2 separate regions of the Sus scrofa genome follow, and region 2 is linked to region 1. Evidence: chromatin contacts called from public HiChIP or PLAC-seq data. All regions are on one chromosome and are shown on one strand. The core of a region is the stretch at or near the end of the contact, and the rest is flanking DNA. Distances in the headings are between cores, read along the strand shown.

What was found. HiChIP or PLAC-seq counts read pairs in DNA pulled down with a chosen protein or histone mark.
Region 2: an H3K27ac HiChIP or PLAC-seq map of skeletal muscle shows a contact between it and region 1. The contact joins the promoter of INTS6 here to the enhancer-like site in region 1. A contact is called at or near these places in 1 of 5 promoter capture datasets (liver), 8 of 47 Hi-C or Micro-C datasets (embryonic fibroblasts, fetal heart ventricle, fibroblasts and 3 more) and 1 of 2 datasets of contacts at active chromatin or transcription factors (skeletal muscle).

What each region holds. Positions count from the first base shown.
Region 1 is chr11:16,110,797-16,117,204 of Sscrofa11.1, reverse strand. WDFY2 (WD repeat and FYVE domain-containing protein 2) reads left to right here. Exons shown (of 12, transcript XM_021065301.1): 7 at 1,096-1,222. Among named protein-coding and RNA genes, the nearest start is that of CCDC70, 140 kb to the right of the region's middle. Within about 2 kb of position 3,319, at least 15 of the 83 cell types and tissues checked have an H3K27ac peak or open chromatin away from gene starts, as enhancers often do. A contact at or near this core is called in embryonic fibroblasts, omental adipose tissue and skeletal muscle, where this site is marked.
Region 2 is chr11:16,373,306-16,380,091 of Sscrofa11.1, reverse strand. It overlaps INTS6 (integrator complex subunit 6), which reads right to left and starts at 4,816. Exons shown (of 19, transcript XM_021065287.1): 1 at 4,015-4,816; 2 at 3,550-3,627; 3 at 2,588-2,737. The coding sequence starts at 4,125.

The sequences.
Region 1 (6,408 bases), core at 2,070-4,569:
ATTACCTCCCCTCCCCCCAATTTACAGTTGAGGGAACTGACCCCTAAGCATTGAAGTCATTTTCCCAGACTCTTATAAATTTTAAGTTCCCCAAAAGAGAAAGTAATCTTTAAATTCTGGCATTGTTGTCTCTTCATATCTGTGTTCAAGAATTAAAAAAATCAAACTGAGGAGTCCCCGTTGTGGCTCAGCGGTTAAAGAATCTGACTAGCATCCATGAGGATGCAGGTTCGATCCCTGGCGTTGCTCAGTGGGTTGAGGATCCAGTGTTGCCGTGAGCTGTGGTGTAGGTTGCAGACACAGCTTGGATCCCAAGTTGCGGTAGCTGTGGCGTAGACTGGCAATTGCAGCTCCGATTCAACCCCTAGCCTGGGAAACTTCATGTGCTGTGGGTGTAGATCTAAAAAGCACACACACACAAAATCAAATCGAGCTATTTATTTATTTATTCATTTATTTTTGGCTTTTAGGGCCACACCTGAGACATTTGGAAGTTCCCAGGCTAGGGGTCAAATCAGGAGCTGTAGCTGCCAGCCTACGCCACAGCCACATGGCATCCAAGCCATGTCTGCAACCTACACCACAGCTTACAGCAACGCCAGATCCTTAACCCACTGAGCAAGGCTAGGGATCAATCCCGCATCCTTATGGATCCTAGTCAGGTTCGTTAACTGCTGAGCCACAACAGGAACTCCCTGAATTGAGCTTTTTAAAACCGCATTTACTTCTCATCTGCTGTTGTCTGGGTGGGAGGCAGACAGCAGCTTAAAAAATATGGTTAACATGTCCAAACAATGTAATATTTTCCATTCTTCTTAGAATTGTATGTATTTTTTGATGGTCAATGAATTGCCTTTTTTATTTCCCTTTGGTCTTTGCACTAATTGATTTTATGGTACATTTTGGGGGGAATAGTGCTGAAAGGGTGGGACTTTTATTCTTGGAGCCAATTTTTTTTTCCTCTCTGGGGACTCATTCTCTGAGCAAAAGTGTGTTGTTAGCTCACAACACACACCTCCTGCCCCCTTTGCTCTCATTGTGCTGGTGAGTTCTGGGGTCACTTTGGGACTGACGTGCAGCTGTGTCTGTCCTCAGGTGGGGTGACTGCTCTCTGCTGGGACCCCGTCCAGCGGGTGCTGTTCTCGGGGAGCTCCGATCACTCTGTCATCATGTGGGACATCGGCGGGAGGAAAGGAACAGCCATCGAGCTCCAAGGACACAAGTAAGGCTGCTGCTGCTTTTGTACAGAACTCCGAGGAAGGGATCCCAGCCTCAAGCCAGGACAGAGGCGTGCGGGCCGGTCTCCGTGGCGGGGTCTTAGCATGGCAGGACCGCAGACAGGGGCCCCTTTGATGTATGTGTGAACCTAAGTATGGTTATTTGCTTATACCCCACTTTACGCTACAGAGGATTTGAGAGTACTTATGAAAATCATAAAATAAAATGATGGCAGCAAAGCAATTAAAGGTGAAAATGAGAACCAGAGAAGACTGTAAGAGTAAAAACTGGAGAGTGAAAGAAAAAGAGCTGCAGAAGACAAGCCATGAAGGCCTGCAGAATTTCTGAATTGAGTTCAAATGCTGCCTCACGATTCCAGCAGCTTAAGGGACGGGGCGGGGGTGGGGGGGTGACATCCTCACACAGCGCTTTGTGCTTCTCCTGCTGTTTACTGAGTACTCGCCTTGATTCGTATCAGGCTCCTCTTCCTCACGGGGTGGAGGGGAGGAGCAGAGAAAGCTTCGTGTTTTCTTGGTGCAGTTCTCCAACTTTGCTCAAAGAATCACCGAGGAATCTCTGAAGAAATAGATCCTGGCCACTGGTCTGAGGCTGCGGGCATCTGTGCCCTGACCTGCCTCCCAGGCCCTGCTGGGGGCTCCCCGATACAGTCCCTGAGGGCAAAGCCTGATCCTATCGCCAAGGAGAAATTTCATCTGCTTTAGAGCTCTAAAGCTAGCCTGAATTGTTTTTAACTTGTGACGTTTTCCAAGTGATATGGAGAGTGACTCTAGGCATTGCCGATGTGGTGCAGCAGGGTGGACGGGGTGTCTGGAGCCCTGGGCTGCAGGTTGGCTCCCTGCCTGAACTCTTGACATTGATGCAGCGTAGGCTGCAAATGTGGCTCAGATCTAATCCCTGGCCAGAGAACTCCATATGCCGCAGGGTGGCTAAAGAAAAAAATAGTGACCCTAATAGCTCCTGTGAACTGGTTGATTTTGAGCAACATTAGCTCTGCCTATAGATTTGCCTGGAAACACTAGTTTTCAGAACTTCTCCTATGTGAATGTACAGTTTAGGTTATTTACTATGAGCTAATTCATTCTAGAGGGCCCAGGCACAAATAATTCTCTTTTGGAGTTCCTGGCTCAGCGGAAATGAATCCGACTAGGAACCATGAGGTTGCGGGTTCGATCCCTGGCCTTGCTCAGTGGGTTAAGGATTCGGTGTTGCCGTGAGCTGTGGTGTAGGTCACAGATGAGGCTTGGATCCCACGTTGCTGTGGCTGGGGCATAGGCAGGTGGCTACAACTCCGATTGGACCCCTCGCCTGGGAACCTCCATATGCCGCAGGTGCAAAAGCAAATAATTCTCTTTTGTGCTAGAGTTTAGTTTGAGAGAAGTAGCTATGAAGCCCTTCTTTTCCCCATGAGAGAATACATCCGTTGTCTGGGGCTAAACCCGGCTGGTGAGGCCACTCAGACCTCAGTATCAGCTCATTAAAGGGATCGTTCCCTTATATTTCTCCTCATACAACAGGACACATATCAAGATCACGTAGAAGGAGTTGACATCATCCGTGTAAGTGAAGAAAAAGAGAAGCCAAGTAGAATCCTGTTTAATAACACTTGGTTATTATCTAATCTGCCAGGGGTAGTTCTGCTACTCAGATTCCCTCCAAGAACTAAAGTACAGGCTGTGAATGAAGATCCATACTATTTGTTGGACTCATTCAGACGAGCTTGTAACTAGTTTGATTTTTACTCAGTGGTTCAAAAGCCTGCAGGCAGGGCAGGTGTCCCTGCTGACCACCAGCATCCCTGGGCCCTGTGTGTCCTCGGGCAAAACGTTGTTCTGGGAAACTTGTGCCTACAGTTGGGTAAGAAAGGAGAAGCTGTAAAGTCGAGATAGAGTCTCTCAGTCCCAGAAAATGAAACCCAAGCTAATAGGTCTTTCAGTTTCTAAGAAGAACCCGCACGGCTTCGGAAAATGAAACAGACCACGCTCGGAATCCATCCTGGTAGGCTCGCCCCCTTGGAATGTGGTGGGCGGGCAGGCTGGCTGGCTGGGAGCCGCTAGTGCCAACTGGCTTGAACGGCAGTGCTGGCAGGAGGCTTGGCCTGGTGCTCTAACTCAAGCTCAAAATAAGGTGAAGTCTGCGAGGGACTCTGGAGGCCCAGAGCGAGGAGAGCCCATCTCCTCAGCATCGTCGGTGCCACTCTGTGAGGGGTGTGAGTACCCGAGGTGGGCACGGGCAGCATTGGAGCTGCTGAAAGGAGGGGTTTGGGGTCCCAAAGAAGGTGCAGGCAAGAAGGAGCACAGGCAGCAGTGAGGATAGACCCACTTGCACTTCAGCCCTTCCTCTGCCCTGAAAATCGGCCCAAGATTGGTGTTTGATGATGGGGTCTGGGGATCACCCAGTGTTAAAGAGTGTTAAAGAGTGTTCTCTTTTTTATTTTATTTTTTTAAATGTTTGTAGTTTAGTTGATTTACGGTGTTCTGTCGATCTCTGCTGTTCAGCAAAGTGACCTAGTCATACATAGACCTATAAATGTGGACACACTCTTTCTCTCAGATTCTCTTCCATCATGTTCCGTGACAAGCGATTGGATAGAGTTCCCTGTGCTGCACAGCAGGACCTCATTGCTTATCCATTCTAAATGGAATAATTTGCATCTACGAACCCCAAACTCCCAGTCCATCCCACGCCCCCCTTGGCAACCGCACATCTTTCTCCAGGTCTGTGAGTCTGTTTCTGTTCTGTAGACAGGTTCGTCTGGGCCATGTGTCCACATAGAAGTGATGAGCTTTCTCTCTTGGAAAATGTTTTATTAATATTTAAAGAGCTCTCAAAACACCCATGCCTCAGTTTAATCTCACAATAATCCTGTGAAAGAGAGAGAGGTCAGATACCGTTTTTTCAATGAGAATATTGAGCTCCTGTCCTCGAAGAGGCCAGCTGGCAGCTTCGTTCTCCCAGGCTTTAGTTCAGCCCAGCACAGAAAGCCCCTCAGAACCTTCTCTGTATCGCGCTGGGCAGTGGGGGCGCAGACATGAGCGCTGAACGCCGCACGGTCCCCACCCTGCCCTGTGATGTTTCCTGCTCCTTTTCTCCTTCGGAGGCCAGAGACTTTCTGCTTGGGGCCCCAGCCTGCCCCTCGCTCTCCTACATGCAATTCTTCATCCCCCCCCTCCCTGTCCCCAGGGTGACTCTTGGGGACCAGAGTTCCAAACCCGGGACGGAACCCGTCGTGAGCCTGCACCCCGGGGACAGCCGTAGGGACCAGAGGTCCCGGCCCCTCAGGGTGGGGCGACTGCCTTCCCCGCTTCTGGAAGCGTCCAGCCTCAGTGGGAGGGACAGCGCCCCGTGGCTTCGGTCCCAGGTTCTAAGGCCTCACACCGTCCCCCGCCGCAGAAGTACGTTTCGGAAGCAAGTTGGATTCTGTGGGTAAAAGTCCCCTCAGAGCAACGAGACTGAGGGGTGAGGGCCGAACGCGGCCGGCAGGTCCGAGGAGAAGAGCGAGCGCAGCGTGTGCACCTGCGGCGCCTCCCGAGCGGCCTTTGAAGCCTCTCGGTGTCTTTAGGTCCTGGAGCGAGTGGCCGATGGCCCCGTGCCGGCGCTGGGCCGGGAAAGGCGTTTGGGGACCACTTCGTTTTTCCAGAGTCGGGTACAGTTGAGGTGGATATTGTGGAAGCAGAAACCTGGACGTGGATGGTCTCGTGCCCTCTTTGCCACGTCTCGTACTTTCTCAGGTTCTTTTTTATTCTTAGAAACCGCCAGTCATTTCTCGACCAACTCTCTGACCACACTTGTTCTTTCTTGGAGTGGGTCCTTAGACCACAAAGGTTTTCTGGCAGGTTCGTTTATGGTCACATGATGGAAAGCACAGGTCAACGTCAGTGCGGTCCCTTCACCACGAGGGCATCCGCAGGTTCCGTGGGGCCCGGTCGCAGCCCGGCTTCAGCGCACGTGGCCTGTGTCCTGGCCGCCTCTCTCCCCAAGCCCAGCCCTGGGCTTCTCTCCTCCTTTTCCCGTGGGTAGGACTTCTGTTATAAACAGCCTCGAATTCTTTTGGTAAAGAAGTAGGTATTCATACATACATAGACATTGGGAGAACTTGTTCTTTTCTCTTGTAGGGAGTAAATTGCCCCTAAAGTTATGAAAGGAAGTAAGATTCTTGCATCCAGCTTCTCCTGGGTTCGGGTGCCAAGCGTGTTCTTTCTCTCCTGAATCAGGTTTCGGGGCATTTCTCCCTGTCACACTGGGGAATTACTAGAGGAGAGGGAAAGGGATGTCTTCCCTATTTTTAACTATTTCATTGGACACGTAAGAAATCAAAGTATTAGCAATTAGGTGTTCCCTTGTGGCATAGTGGGTTAAGGATCTAGAGTTGTCACTGCAGCAGATTGGGTTGCTGCGATGGTACAGGTTCCATCCCCGGCCTGGGAACTTCCACATGCCATGGGTGTGGCCAAAAATATATATATATATATATATATATATTATATATATATATATATTTATTTATTTATTTATTTATTAGCAACTAGAATCCTCACAGAGGGTAGCATCTTGTGGCTGTAGAGTATGGTCGCTAAATGCCAGCCTCAGAGTCAGGCCAGGCTGTGCATGAGTCAGCCCCTCTGCTGATGGCTGTGTGGGCTGTGGCAAGACACTCAATCTCTCTGATCCTGAGTTTCCTCATCTCTAAAATAAGGGTGATATTGGAAAAATAAGCCCTCAAAAAGGTCGTCAAAACCCATACATAATATAACGCATGTAAAATAATCAGCACGAGAATAAGGAATTTAGTGGCAGTTGTTTGTTCTTGTTAATAAAAATCTTAATAACTCAAAAGTCAAGCTTTCAGCTAAGATCTCTGTTGCTCTCTGATTATAGGTAGCATTTCCAGTGGAAGTATTGCCACATACACCTACTCCCTCCACCCTTAACACATTCAGCAGGTGTGCCCTGAGCTCCGTCTGCATACCAGGCTTTGTATGGAGCTCTTAGGACCCAAAGGGAACTACGAAAACAGTTCCTGCCCATATGAAGCCTTGCTAGAAGGATGAAAATGAAGAAAAGATGGGACAGTTTGCCACTTTTGCTGGAAAGTGGGAGGCCTCAGGGGAGGAATCCCTTGATCCAGATTTTAGGAGAGTCTCATAGTTTGCAGAGTCAGGAGGTGTTATC
Region 2 (6,786 bases), core at 3,567-6,066, 260 kb before region 1:
ATATACTTTATATTTAGTACTGTGGGCTCTGCAGATCCTAATATAGCGCATGAAAGGGGAAGTATTTATGTAGAAATATTGGGGTTACAGAATAAAGGTATTCCACAGAAACAGGCAGATATCCTTACAAAGAAAATACATGAACTACATTCAGTATTAAATATTTGAGACATCTCAAGTTTTTGGTAAGTTATTCTTTTTTTCAATAGAAAACATACATTTAAATTAGCAAGACAAAGTTATGATGAAAAATATCTTCTGGAAATATGTTTTCTAAATAAACATCTTAATCAATCATTGTCACTTTCATTTGGAAAATTGTGGCTTCCTAAGTTACTCTAATGCTAGTGTCACTTTTATGTGCCAATTCAGGTCATAAGCATTAACATTACTCCTCGCATCCTTGCTTATTCATCAAAGTAACTGAGAGGCATTCTCCTCCTTGCTGAATTAATAAATCCTAACATATAAAACATCCTAATCTCCAGGTCCTCTCTTGGTAAAAGTGGTAAGAGCACAGCAGGATCACCTTCAACCTCAAACATTTTGTGAGCTTTATAGACAAGAACTTAAGTGTTCTCTAGTGGAAGATGGCAACGGGGAAAAGGAAAATAGAGGATTAAATTACAAACGTCGGAGTTCCTGTCGTGGCTTAGCAGAAACAAATCTGACTAGGATCCGTGAGGATGCAGGTTTGGTCCCTGACCTTGCTCAGTGGGTTAAGGATCCGGCGTTGCCATGAGTGTGGTGTAGGCCACAGACACATCTCAAAGCTGACGTTGCTGTGTCTGTGGTATAGGCCAGCGGCTTGAGCACAGATTCGACTTCTAGCCTGGGAACTTCCACATACCATGGGGCAGCCCTAAAAAGACAAAAAATAAAATAATAAGTCACAAATGTCTTCAGCTTCTCTAAGGAACCAGACAATCTAAGGAAGCACCTAAGAAACATTTTTAATGGGTTTTTCTAAGGAAGCACCTAAGAAATATTTTCAATAGGAGGTAAAGTTTAAAGGCCTTTCCCATTTATCAATGTGATTCAGAAAAACAAAAATAGTTCTGCTACACAATGACAACCTGACAATCAAATATTAAGAATATCCAATAGTAAGGAAATAAGGACAACTGAAAAATGTCGTTTCATATCTGTCTTTGAACTTAAAAGTTTAGATCAAAGCCTTAAGCAGTAAGACAGGACACTACAGATAACAAAAGAATATGAAAAGAAATCCATTATTTTAAAGAAACAAACTGAAAAGTTCATGGCCTAAGTTAAGAGTTGCAAAACAAAGCAGCACAGAAAGAAGAAACATAAAAAGATTAATGTGATAAGAAAATACACATTTACTAATTAAACAATAGAAGTGCAATTCCATAAAAACAGAAACAAAGTGACTCCAAGTTGCAGTGTATATTTCCAATGCTATAGGACTACATTCAACCATCTCCAAAGATGTTCAGGAGCTGAAGTTACCCTAAGAAGTGAAGCATAAACATTTCTAAAACAAGGGAACAATTCTGCTTCTTTCTATATAAAGAAACCAAAAAGCTGTATTGTGGGAAGAATTTTCCTGAAATTTATAAAACTCCTGAAAACTGTGGCTCATGAAACTTGAGGAAAAGCAAAATGTCTATTTCAAAGTATCCTTGTGGTAAGAGTGCTTTGCCCTACAACATAAAAACTGAGCTCCTTGGATTTAATATTCCTTTGTTATGTGTAACATTACACATTCGTCACTATCTTTTATTTTACAGGGCAGCAATCTCAAAAAGTGTTAAAATGGACCAACTTGCATTATCCCACAGTGAACCAGCATGTGATTTAAAGCTCTTGTCTCATCCTCAGCTAACAGCAAGTGCAATAGAGGAACCGGGGGAGTTAAGGGAGGAAAGATGGGTTCGTTCATAAGTTCAAACAGTCACTTTTTCAGGGGTTTCAAATTAAAAACAAAAAACAAAAAAACACACAACCAAAAAAAACCCCAACTCTGGACCTGCCCTTTCATTCAAGAATGGCTTCAGAATTCTTCCTGCAGAGTGGCTTATTGTATATACTTCAAAAACCGAGAAATCCTAATGGTCTCAGCCAGTTATTGCATCCCAATGAAAACTGTTTTACTTTTCAGAACCTCATTATACAGTATGGTTAAATTAAACTCTGATACAACAAATAGAATAATTTCCTCTAACATTTTAAGACCACTCATCAACTAGTGTCTGTAAGTCATTGCACAAGCGCCTGTGGGTAGACTATCAGAGTCACTGAGTGTGGTGAGGCAGGATGTTTTCCCTGTTGTTTCCTGAGTGAACTTCGAGGGATTAACACTAAATTCATGTCTAACTTTATAGCAAAGAATTCAGGCTCAAACCCTGAATACAACACATTTTAAGAAAAGGAAAAAAAAGTGAGGGCTATAAAACCATAAGGTGTAATCAGTTTCACTTTTGTATAATGTACATATTGTATTTTAATCTGAAATGTTTTAGAGTTGTATTTCATGTTTTATACTTTTTGGACTGGATTGCTTTTCCAACCAAAAAAAATCTTTTAAAAATCAACTGTTTTTCCACCTTAATATACAACCTACCTGCCCATAGTTGTCTATGCCAGTTACTAATCTATTTAAATTTAATAAATCAAAAGCTGTCCTTAGGGATTGGCCAAGAGTCGTAAGTCCTTCAGCCTGAAGGTTTTTCAGTTCATTCATAAACGTTGCATGGTTTTCTTTCCATCCGGCCTGAAAAGAAAAATGTAAGAATTTTTTTTTCCCATCTTTTAAGCCCTGTATACATGGACGGCCGTTACAATCTGCCGTTCACCAAGTAGCTGCTCCACTGTACTGTATGGTTTTGGGTAACGTGTCAATACCGTATCAGTGCCGAGGAAAGTCTCTTCCAAAGGTGGCCAAGAATAAACCTGCTGGCTCTACAGCTTTCCCTCGCTACCAGTCTTCATAGTTTGTAACTTCCCCAGGAAATGTACTCCCCAACCTAATACCCAATACTCGGGGAAGCGAAGGTACTGGTGGAAAGCAAAAGTGAGCGGGACTTCTGAAGTTCCCCTAGAGCTGTCCCACCCGCCCGAGGCCCTCTCGGGGAGAATCCGGACACCCGGTCCCGCAGCCCCCCGCCCCCGCCCCGCCGGCCCGCCCGAGCCTCGGGCCGATTCCCCTTTAATGCAAACCCGGGCTCGGCGCTGCCGGGCCCGGCTGTCACTCGGGCTAACTTGAATAAATATCCCCCACAGTTCATTGCTGCCGCTCACGCCGCGGAGGGGAAATGTCGGCCATGTTGATCGCAGCGCCGCCGCCGCCGCCGCCGCCGCCGCCGCTGGGTCGGGCTGGGGAGGGGACGGCGGTGGCCCGGCGACTCCGCGCCGCGCCAGGACGCTCCGGAGCGGGGGAGGGGGTGGGAGCCCGCAGGGGAAAGGACCTCAGCGCCTGGAGCACAGCGGGTGGGGGAGGGGAGCATAATGAAGGGTGAATGGGGGGGCGGGGAGGGCGAGAGAGGAAGGAACAGGGAAGGGAAGGGGGAGGGCGAGGGCTGTTACCTTGATAGCATAGGGCGGCTCTTCGAAAGTGACCAGCATATACCTGTCTCCTCTGCTGGCAGGGTCCCGGGCACGGAGCTGCGGGAGAGCGGGTGGGGGACGGGAGGTGGAACAGGGCGGGCGAGAGAGAAGCACAGAGGCGAGGTTACCAGGCGGAGAAGGGGAGCCAGCGGCCCCGCCGCCCCCCACAGTACCGCACACGCCGCGGCCACCCCTCCACGCCGCCCTACACACACAGATCGGCCCCCACACACCGCCCGGGGCCGGAGCCCGGGCCCGGGCCGAGCCCGGCTCGCAGCGCCTGCCCGCCCGCCCGCGCGGTGGGGGAGGGGGTCCCCGAGCCCGGCAGCTCCCGCAGTCAGGTCCCCGACACCTCCGCCTCGCCGCCCCCGGCCGCCCTCCCCCACCCCTGCCGCCCGCGGGCCGCCGGGCCGGGGTCGCCGCCCGGGCTCGGTCAGTCGGTACCTTCATGAAGGTCTCTACCGCGCCTTTGGCCGTGTCCAGGTAGGTGGTGCCCAGATGGCTGCGCTGGTTCATAGAGGCAGACGTGTCTATCAGGAACAGTAAGATGGGCATAGTGCTGGCCGGGGACACCGGGGCCCGAGGTGGTGGAGAAAGAGATGATAGAGGTGGAGGCGCCGGTGGCGGCGGCGGCGACCGCCGCTACGCGGGGCGGGGGAGCGCGGCCCCCGGGAGGAAAACACCGTCTGGGTCTTTCCTCCGGCTGCGGGGAGTTTCTCCCCCGATAGTTGAGAGGAAACTCCCCAGACCCAGTCCTCCCCTTCGTACCCCCGCCTCCGCCTCCTCCTGCCTGCCTGCCCGCAGGGGCGGGCGCCCGGCCGTCTGTCTGTCGGTGCGTCCCCCCCGCCTCGGGGGTCCCGTCCCCGCTCCCGGCCCCTGTGTGTGTCCCAGCGGGAGACGGGCCTGGCTCCCTACCCCACCCCCGGTGCAGGGAGTGGGGACCTGGGAGCTGGCGACGAGGGGAGTGGGCTGAGGGGAGATTGGCCCTGGGGCTGTTGGGAGAAGTTTCAGGGACTCCCTCCGCACCCCGGCGGTGTCACCACTTTCTCAGCCCCTCTCGCTACTGAAGCGCTTTTCTCTCTCACACTCCGGTTTTAACTCGGGCAGGGGCTGCAGAAGCTCCGCCTTCTGACACGTCCTCGAGCCACGTGATGCACCGCCCCACTGTTCTATTGGCTGGTCCCTAGCTTCTTATTAGCATATTCAAACAGCCCAGGGGCGGGGGAAGCTTGGAGGCCGGCTCCGGGAACAGTTACGGAGCACGCGCGGAGGCGGGGCGTCGGGTGCGCGCGAGAGCGAGCGCGAGAGGCGAGCAGGAGGGCCGGTGACGCGGAGGCGGGCTCCGGGAAGGGGCGGGGATGGACCGCGGAAGGACCGCGGGATCAGGGCGGGGGCCGCGTCAGCGCGCTCTAGGCGGCTGCCGCTGTGCGTCTGCGCATCAGGGCTGGCGGCCTCTCCTTGGCTGTTGGAGGTGATAGGGGTCGGGGAAAGGGAGATGGAGACTGGTCTGAGCGCCCATCTGGAGGTCGCTGTAGCGAGCCCCTTCCCGGGTGCGCGAATGAGGAGGGGATGAGTAAAGCAATCAAACGCCTGGTTAGGAGTCGGGAGCAGGCCCGCGGTCGTCGGAGGAGGTTCCATGGGCCTCGGAGGGCCGGCCCCAGCGCGGGCGGGCCCGGGGCGGGGGAGGGGAAGTGAGAGGTTGTTTATGACCAGGGACTAATCTCCTTCGCAAGTCACACCGCTCCCACTGGGGAGTGGGGACGTGGGGCCAGCTTCGCCCCCAGTGTCGCTTGGCCTTGGGCAGTTATCGAGGGTGGGGGCCGGACCTGGCCAGGAGCCCTCTTGTAGAAGGACCCACCAAAAAGGGAACAACCCGTTTTTTCTTAACTCAGCCCTAAAAAGGGCAGGCGGTAGGAAGACTCAAATATCGATACAGAGTTTATTGCCCTTTTTATACTCGGGGAAAAATAAACCGTCCTGCCCAAAGAAATAACCTCTCTCAAGCCATTTTTACTTAGGGCCATCTAAAAGAGACCTTAGTAAACCATAATCCATTACTTATTTTTAAATGAACTGACTTCAGCTTGCCTAGGTGACACACAGAGTGGATTCCTCCAGTGCTCTTTGCTTTCACTATGTGCTATCTCAGACTCATCTAAATACTACATGAGAGAAGACTTTTCTCTGTAAAAACCAGCCCCTGTTAGCATTCCTGATGACTTAATGAATCCTCGCCAAAGTGTCCGAGGAAGTTTCCTCAAATATACTTGTTGAAAACTTGAGGACATTCAATAAAAGTTGAATTAGGGACATATGATCTTTATAATACCATGTAGAAATTAAGAAGGCCTCTCCTACTAACCTTGCATTTTGATTTTTTTGTTTATCCTGAAATTTTAATTATTTACCTACTAGTCATTCAAAAAAATTGTTCCTGTTACTATGAACACAGAGCAGACATATTTTGTGGCACTTTTAAAATTTTTGAATTTTATAACTTGGACTTTCCCTAATATTTAAGACAACTTCTGAACTTTTTAAAATTTATAGTAGAGCTATTTCCGTAATATAGTAGGGTTTGTTCTGTGCATGTGTACCACAGAAGAGTGAAACCTTTTTAAGAGATTTGGACTATGAAATAAGATGGAATACAGACCTTATATCCAATATTTGCTAAGGACTGGTGGAGTTAAAAAATGATTAAAGTATTGTTCCTGCCTTCAAAGAGCTTATGGTTTTTCTAGAAAAAAAATATTGCCTACATGTTATTAGCTACTCCAGGGCAGAAAGTGATTAGATACTAAATAATTCAGAAAAGAGGAAATTTTATTTCCCTGGAGTAATGAAAGAACATTTTCCAGGGTCAGTGTGTTTAAGTGGTGCCTTACAGAAGTGTTTCTCAAACTGGGATCCTAGACCTGGAGATAACAATTAGAGTTCTTTGATACCTAAAATTTTAGTTTTCACTTTAATGACAACGTACAAATTGTTTTATTATTTATAAAGAAAAATACTCTTAAAAGTGATAGTTTGCAGCATTCCCTCATGGCTCAATGGGTTAAGGACCCAGAGTCACTGCTATAGCTCTGGTTATAGCTGCAGCACAGGGTTTGATCCCTGGCCTGGGAACCTGTGCGTGCCAGGGGCACTGCCAAAAAAAAAAAAAAAAAAAAAAGTGATAATTTGCAACTGAAAGAGATTTTCATAGAATTGGTC